Regions from separate parts of the Mus musculus genome. Here region 2 is linked to region 1. The links are chromatin contacts, called in public promoter capture Hi-C maps. All regions are on one chromosome and are shown on one strand. The core of a region is the stretch at or near the end of the contact, and the rest is flanking DNA. Distances in the headings are between cores, read along the strand shown. Region 1 has its middle 24 kb from the start of Gm41967. Region 2 has its middle 5.4 kb from the start of Ivns1abp.

What was found. Promoter capture Hi-C pulls out the DNA fragments that hold promoters and counts their contacts.
Region 2: a contact with region 1 is called in a promoter capture Hi-C map of liver, with 2.3 times the contacts expected there. The contact joins two enhancer-like sites. A contact is called at or near these places in 2 of 39 promoter capture datasets (hippocampal neurons and liver), 2 of 115 datasets of contacts at active chromatin or transcription factors (bone marrow-derived macrophages and forebrain) and 1 of 9 other capture datasets (embryonic stem cells).

Annotation. Positions count from the first base shown.
Region 1 is chr1:150,494,624-150,498,729 of GRCm38.p6, forward strand. No RefSeq gene overlaps it. Among named protein-coding and RNA genes, the nearest start is that of Gm41967, 24 kb to the left of the region's middle. Within about 2 kb of position 2,243, at least 44 of the 459 cell types and tissues checked have an H3K27ac peak or open chromatin away from gene starts, as enhancers often do. A contact at or near this core is called in bone marrow-derived macrophages and liver, where this site is marked.
Region 2 is chr1:151,337,220-151,341,037 of GRCm38.p6, forward strand. It overlaps the pseudogene Gm10138. Among named protein-coding and RNA genes, the nearest start is that of Ivns1abp, 5.4 kb to the right of the region's middle. Within about 2 kb of position 1,877, at least 82 of the 459 cell types and tissues checked have an H3K27ac peak or open chromatin away from gene starts, as enhancers often do. A contact at or near this core is called in bone marrow-derived macrophages and liver, where this site is marked.

The DNA.
Region 1 (4,106 bases), core at 993-3,492:
ATAATTAATTACCCTGTTTGGGTATTTTCTGCCCTTTAGAAGTATATGATTTTAAAAGCTGACCCAATTGGTTTTACTTAAGAAAATCTATTGAGACGCCATTAGTAGGCCATTGGCCTTAAGCAGTCATGGTTTGCTTATAGAACTTACAGATAATTGGAAAGACACTAGAGTCGAGCTTGCTGACATAAGTTGGGGAAAGATTACTTCCCTCTGTCCTTCAAGGTCTTTACAAAGATGTTTGTTTTGGTTTTTTAGTGGGTTTTGGGGGATGGGTAGACATCGAGGCTATAAACAAAATGAACCTAAGATAGATTGAGAAAAGAAAAATATTTACTTATGTATATATACATGTAACTAAGTCTTTATTATAAAATTAATAAATTTCCCTTTTAAGGGGTCTGGGCCACTCTTCCACTTAAAGTATGAAAATCAAAGAGCCTTTCTTTGGAAAATCAGAGGAAAGTGGAAAAGCCTAGCCTCGCTTGCTTTTAGTTAGCTGCCTTCATCTCTGGTCTTAGGAGTTACTTAACTAAACAGTGAAGTAATGGGTCCTTGCTTGTTTTACAATAAACACCTCCAACACTTGATCTGCTCAGTGATCAGCTGTTTTTCTTAGAAATCTGGAGACAGCTTTTTCTAGCTCGAACTGGATGAAGCCTCCAACTGTTTCTCATGACCAGAACAGACAGCCCTTTCAAGTCAGAGGACCAAATCGCCACAATAATGTTTTGGGGGTCATAGGTCTGATGGGGGGTTGTGGTTGGGGCTCTCAATATATAATATTTCGGTCTGAGCTTGATAGTCTAATCAGAGAAAATATGCATCGAATCAGAAAGGATTGAATTTGCACTGTTACACTCAACAAAGGGCAGAACTAGTGACTACCTTTAAAAAGTTGCCTCTGAGATGTCTTTAGCCCTAGCCACAGGGCTGTGGCGTGGAGGCACGAAAGTAAGGAAGCAAGATATAATGTGGAATGAAACAGTATCAACCAAACTGAGGTTGTATTAGTCAGTATCTCAAGTCCTGTTCTATAGGGTTCTGCTGGTGCCGTGGAAACCATTGATTGACAGGGAAAAGATCCAGAGGTGGAGAATAGAAAAGTAAAATGAAGTGAGTCAGAACAATGACTGTGTCCTCCTTCAGACTTAGGGAAATGACAAATGATTGGGACTTCTAGGTGTCAGCACTGCTCTGTAACACGACAGACACAAAGATGCTGGTTATAATGTTTGTGTAAGTCTTAAAAACATCTTACTCTCTCGTTGATGTCTTTAGTCTGAAGTGGGAGGAGGAAGATTAGAACACTTAGTACTGGCTTACAAACAATTCCACTAGACTCCTCCTAGGAACCTAGCAACCGTGACCTAACAGCATCACCTGCTGTTCTCTCCCCTTCTTTACACTCTCTTTGTCCACCTCTCTTCCTTTTTTCCTCTTCTCCTTTCTCTCTTTCTGCCCCTCCTTCCCGGTCCCCTTCTCTCCCCCCAATAAACTTCCTTTATACTAGGCCCGTCACATGGCCTGGTTGTTGAGGGGGATACCTCAGCCCCGCCCCGTGCTCATTATTCTGCATTATAAACAACACTTAGGATAATCAACAACTTACTACCAGTCTTATAGTCCTTAAATAATTAACATATTATTCACTAGGCCAAGGAATATGGCCTAAAGTTTACAGTAATAAAAGAGACAGATGCAATTTTAAGACAGAAATGCAAAGCTCTTATTCTGTTTGTTGGGCTAAGTGAAGTCACAGCTTTTATCAAATGTTACTTCCACTGATCTTCCTTTCTCTTTCTTTCTTTCTTTCTTTCTTTCTTTCTTTCTTTCTTTCTTTCTTTCTTTCTTTCTTTATTTCTTCCTTCCTTCCTTCCTTCCTTCCTTCCTTCCTTCCTTCCTTCCTTCCTCTCTCTCTCTCTCTCTCTCTCTCTCTCTCTCTCTCTTTCTTTCTTTCTTTCAGCACATGTCCTATGAAGAGCCACAAAGTATATAAATTTGAAGACCACCGATGGCCTTACCTTTCCTTACCTATAATCACCTTTCCTCACACTTCTGTCTAACCTGTTCCTCTATCCTCTATCCTCTATCCTCTATCCTCTCAATACCCAATCTCTAAATGTGAGGTCAAACTCCTATAAGAAAACGAAACTGAAACAAACTTTTACCAGTGTACACTGTGTTAGTCAGGCTTTTCATCAATGTGACAAACACCAGAGAGACACCACTTAAAAGAGGAAGGATTTATTCTGTATCATTGTTTCAGAGGTCTACAAGTTGTCTGGTTCCATTGCTTAGGTCTAAGGCGAAGCATCACGGCAGAATAGGAGTTATGGAGAAGAGAATTGGATCTCACAGCAGCTTTGAGCCAGAGGCAGACGGTACTTCCTTCATGGGAGGCTCCACCCTCAAGTTTCCACCAACCCCTAAAACATCCCTGCCAGGTGAGCATCCAACTTCCAGGCAGCTTGTAGGAAAACTTTCATATGCAAATGATGGCAAATGTTCTTTACTGATGTAAATTTTTCTTGCAGAAAGAGGTTACTGGACTGAAAGAGGATGTCTAGGCTCCAGCTTTCTTTAGATTTTCTTGGGAAATACAGGGTGGGGCGGAGCTCAGGATTGGGCTGCTATAGTTGACTCCTACTGGCTCTGGGCTATCAGGCTTCTCTCTCCTCCTGGTACCTGGTTCTAGCGAGAATTTTACTATTCCTATGAGTTGACTAGCACTGGGAGGAGCTGTCTCTCAATCAATCAAGATTTTAAGATTAAAAAAAATGTTAAAACATAGAAAACTTAAAAAAGAAACCATGACCAATGCAAGCAAACAATCAGTTACTTTTAGTTTTAAGTTGGTTGTAACATGGTTGGCCTCAACACTCATTGTCAATGACCAGGGTTCTTTAATGGTGTTCCTTACACAAAGAAACCCTAGCAATTCCAAAGAAATCTTTAAAGTTCTTTTTTGTCTAAAAAAATTTGGGGGTGGGAACGGAAGTGGAGGGCAACTCTTTTTAAATCTGTAACTTTAAAGATATAATTAAAGCAAGGCTTATCACAGTTGGACAATGTTTCTAAGATCAATAAAATTTTTTGTCTGATTATAAACTTCATATTTTATATTTCTAAAATTCACCCCACTCCCTTTCTTAAACAACACAGGCTTAAATAAGTCCCATGTTTTTAGAGGAATGTTCTTCTGGCTGGTTGTGCAATCAATGCTGTCATCTAGTGGCAATTCACTTCAATTTCAACTAGATGTCCCAGAGGGCTGTGCCAAATCACTAGAGTATGACTAAGCAAAACTCTGTCGAATTTAATGATTGTCAAATGACAGTGAGCAACTTTTGAAATAATCATAGACCTCGAGGACATTTTAAGATAATATTATGGAGAGGAATAACTAGCATAAGGGCACTTTGAAAAGTCATGTGGAAATATATTATTATAGAAACTTCTTTTTAAAAATATATAGACATATGCATATACATATGTATTTATATAAAGAGTTTAAATGGAGTTATCCTATAATAAGAAACAATATCCTATTTGGATATTATATGATACTAGCAAATCCTAGTACCAGGAATGGGTGACTGCTTTTAAATTGTTGGCCACAGCCCTCTAGAATTTGACAGTAAGACCCTATTGCTAAAGTTACAACATATTTGAAGAAATCATGAAGAAAGCACAATCATGAGGAAAACATGAAGAAATCAAGCTGTCACTCATGTGGAAGCTTAATCCCTATTGGCTAGCTTTCACAATCCAGGAAGGTGCTATGCAGGCTCATGGAAGATAAAAGTAATCATCTGTCTCACCCAGCCACGAACCCTTTGACATACAGTGGTTATTGTCTGACAAGATATGCCCGATAATGCCATAGTGGTACAACTGTTATGGAGACAACCACCCATAATGCCATAGTGGTACAACTGTTATGGGGACAACCACCCATACTCTAATTTGATCTAAGGACTGCTCCATGAGATGGAATCCATACCTTTCACTATTAAAAGGGCTAAGAACCTCTGGCTAGATAGGTCATAGGCTCCAAGGGAGAATCTACTACTATTAGTTTGTTAAATGGATGTGATAATAGA
Region 2 (3,818 bases), core at 627-3,126, 840 kb after region 1:
TGTGCTTAGGTTTATAACTCATATTTGAACCTGAAAGATTTACAAAGTACACATAATTTCCTTCAAACCTGGTGTAAAGTGATATCAGTGTACTCACTTGGATTGCTATGGAAAAGAAGAAGAACATCCATTAGCCGCATGTGACACAGAAAAATTCAGACTCATAGATGCTACCCAGTGCTGCTCTGGTTTGAATGTCCTCACCCACACTCATGACATTTACTCTACATTGTTTAGATACGAAGAGGGTAGAAACAATATAGATTATTCATATATACTCTGCTGTGGTCTCTGGGGAGGAGGAGATCTTTGGGAGATTGCTGGGGCCTTAATTCACTGGCATTGTAAATTCGGAGGCAAGCCTCAGGGTCTTGTATTTAGTCCAGGCTCCCCTAAATTTTCTGCATAGAAGAGGATGACCTAGAACTCTGTACTTTCAAGTGCTGGGATTTAGGGGTGTACCACCGTGCCCAACTGGTATTGTGGCTCTATATGAAGAGGAGAGACCTGAGACCTGAGCTAGGATACTGTTTCACCATATAATGCCCTGTGTCAACCTGGAACTCGACAAGGTCCCCACCAACAAGGAGGACTTTAATCTTTACCTGCCCTGTTTTAAACTACGACTAAGCACACTTTTATTTTCTGTACCCAGCCTTCGAGGATAAGGTTGCTCACTTTGTCAAAATGATGACAATATTTAAAATCGTTTTTTAAATGTTTGTGCTTCATCCGTGTATGTAACGAATTTTAGTTGTTTTCTTCTTCCCCATTCCCCTCTCTCAGCCCTTCCTCCTCCCCTGGGGGCCCGTGTCCACAATTTCCACCTGTGTGACTGCGTTTGCCACATTGAATGCCAGCATGAACCGCCAAGCTGTGTCTATTATAAGTCCTTACTGAACAAAGGCTACCTTGAGAAAACCTACCCTGAACTTAGCTTCTTTGATGACACTATATAGATAACTGGTTACATGGAGAAAAGGCATGGCAACCGCTAGACTGTAACATTGTAAGTGATGGAAAGCCAAGTTAGTTACCTGGTATAAAAAAGGAAAAGGAAAAGCCAACTAACAAAACCAAAAGACACTGATTCATGCTAAGTACAAGCCATTGGCCTCAGTTGTGGCTGGATTCCCAGGCAGCACCCTGGGCACAGGCCTTTCTGTCTCTTGGTGTCACTTCCCTCTTTGCTGGGACAAGCAGGCTTTTTTTTTCTCCAGCAGGGGAGGACCCTAGAAGCATCAGGCACATATTTTCCACATTCCTAGGCAGCCAGTGAGCAAGGCTTCAGTCTCATTGGACCAATTCTGTAGCTAAAATGTGCTAGCCCAGAGAGAGGAGGGACAGAGTGTAAGACAGTTGGAAACCATGGGTTTCTACAACAGCTCTTGTGTGACCAACTTTTCAGCTTTGAAAGCTCATAATTTTGAAAAACGGATGTCAGGAATTCACGGAGCTATCAGCTCATATGACTACCTCAAAGTTTTATCATTGATCAGTGTATGAAAAGGGCAAGAAAAGGCTTGCCTTTCTAAATTGTGTATTTCAAAACCTGAGGTTGAAGCCTTCACAGGGGACCTCGTGACTTTTCGTCTAGTCACCTACACGGCTTAGTGTGTGCTTATTAGACAGAATCAATAACCAAGCAGTCCTTTGCACAGAAATGGTTACCTCTTGCTAGTTTCCCACAAGTACTGTGGGCTTCAGGAAGTACAGCTGTGGTGTTATAAAGGGAAATAAATACATGGAACAGAAACAGAATGGCCAGGCTTTTGCTTTACATGAGATAAAGGTTTGCTTCCTTTACCACAGAGAAGTCTGCAGTCCGCCAGTCCAGAGAAGGCAGACAGCAGCCCAAGGTCACTGGGAACTGGGCCAGTCCTATGGCACTGCCTTTGCTCATTCTTGTGAACACATGGTCAAAAACAATGACTTGACAGTCTGGGGTGGTGGCGGCTCATGCCTGTAATTCTAACATTCCAGTGCCAGAGGCACTGGGATCACTGGGAGTTTGTGGGCTGCAGGCATTGTTTCAAAAAAGAGGGTAGGGGGAGACTTGAATTGACCCCAAACTTTTAACCCTAACCAGCAGGGAAAGTAGGCTTCTGAAAGACACTTCTATTGTTAAGGCCTCACACAGTGCTTCAGTTACCAAAACTAAGTAGAAGGAAGGGAGGGAGTCACAGCCGTCAGTGAAGAAAAGGAGACTAGAAGGAAGATAAAGGCAAGCACACATTTAGACACACACATGCACACACACACAATCTCCACCATTTTCCATTTGAACTCCTGACCCTCCCAATTCTGCCTCTAGAGTACCTGAGTTACAGGTGCGTGGCACCACACCATTTTCCTGTCGAGTGAGATGTGACAGAGACAGTTGGGAAGGAATGCATTTCACTTCATTATTCTGTCCCTGAGGATATCAGGGTTAGAGACGCATGGCAGAAGGTAGGACTAGAAGGAGCAGAGATCTCTAGATTATGATATTGTGACTTTGTCTTTAGTGGCTGGAAAACTTGCCTCTCATGATAATGTGAAAGTTTTCTTTCCTTTTGCTCAGATGAGGTTTCACTAGGTAGCACTGGCTAGCCTGAAACTCAAGGTGATCCTCCTGCCCCTGTAACCTCAAGGTGCTGGGGTTACAGGTGTGTGCTGACATGACCAGATCCAATGCTGCGCATTTTCCACCTTCTTCTCTTAGTTGACTTCAGATAACAGGAAACGGGCTGGGAGGAAGAAGAAGAATGTTACAGCCCAGCAGCTCTGCCCTTTCTGCTGTTTCCTTCTGCAAACCTTTCCTTGCTGAGTGGTCAGTTTGTATTAGCAACAGCTGCCTGGTGGCTGTAACTGAACTGTATTGTGTAGCTTTCATTCATTGAGTTTTAAATGAGACCACAATCAAAGGTCTCTCTGGACTGAGCCATGAAAATCATGCTGCATGTTAACGTGATTTTTGTTTTTATCCTTGAGCCGTGACATTAAATCTCAGTACGAAGGCTATGTCTTTCTTATTTTCAAGAATCAAACTGAGTAAACAAAGAACTTTTTTCATGTTGGGCATGGCGGGGTACATGCCTGTAATCTCAGCACATGGAGAGTGAAGGCTGGAAGATACAGACTTCAAGGTTGTCCTCAGCTATATAGCAAGTTTGAGGCCAGCCTGGGCTACACGGGACCCTTCATCAAACAAACAAAAAGCAGAAAAATGATAGTTGGGGTTTGTTGTTTTTGGGTTTTTGCTATAGAAAGCCCAGAGTTGCAGGGCAGAGCATAACAACTGTGGCCATGTGTCAAACAATCAGAAGGTCTGAAGGTTCTACCACTGAGAGAACGCTAAAAGGTTTGATTTTGTGTTATTTTTAGAGACAGAGTATGTATTCCAGGGACAGCCTGGAACTTACTATGTAGCCAAGAATGACCTTGGGCTCACAATCCTCTCCGACCTCCTAAACCCAGAGCTGGATAAGCAAGGCAGGGTACTCTCTCAACTGAGCTCTATCCCAGTCCTAGCTGGGACTCCTTAATTCTTAACTCCTTGGAAACTGTTGAAAAGGAAGGGGACTCTCAGGGCATCCTCATAGAGTAGGGGACTTGAGGAGACTTGAGTAGATTTCAAACACGTCAGCAGTAATGACTTCAGAAAACTACTATAAGGCTGTTAGTAAGTCTGTCTCCTTGGATACGGTAGTAACCAGTAAAGATAATCTCACACTAAAATATTCAGATATATACTTAAAGAATTTTCTGATCATCAGATTTACAAATAAGTAAATGAAATGGTTTGCTTCATTCTGGTGAAAATGGAGATCTTGCTA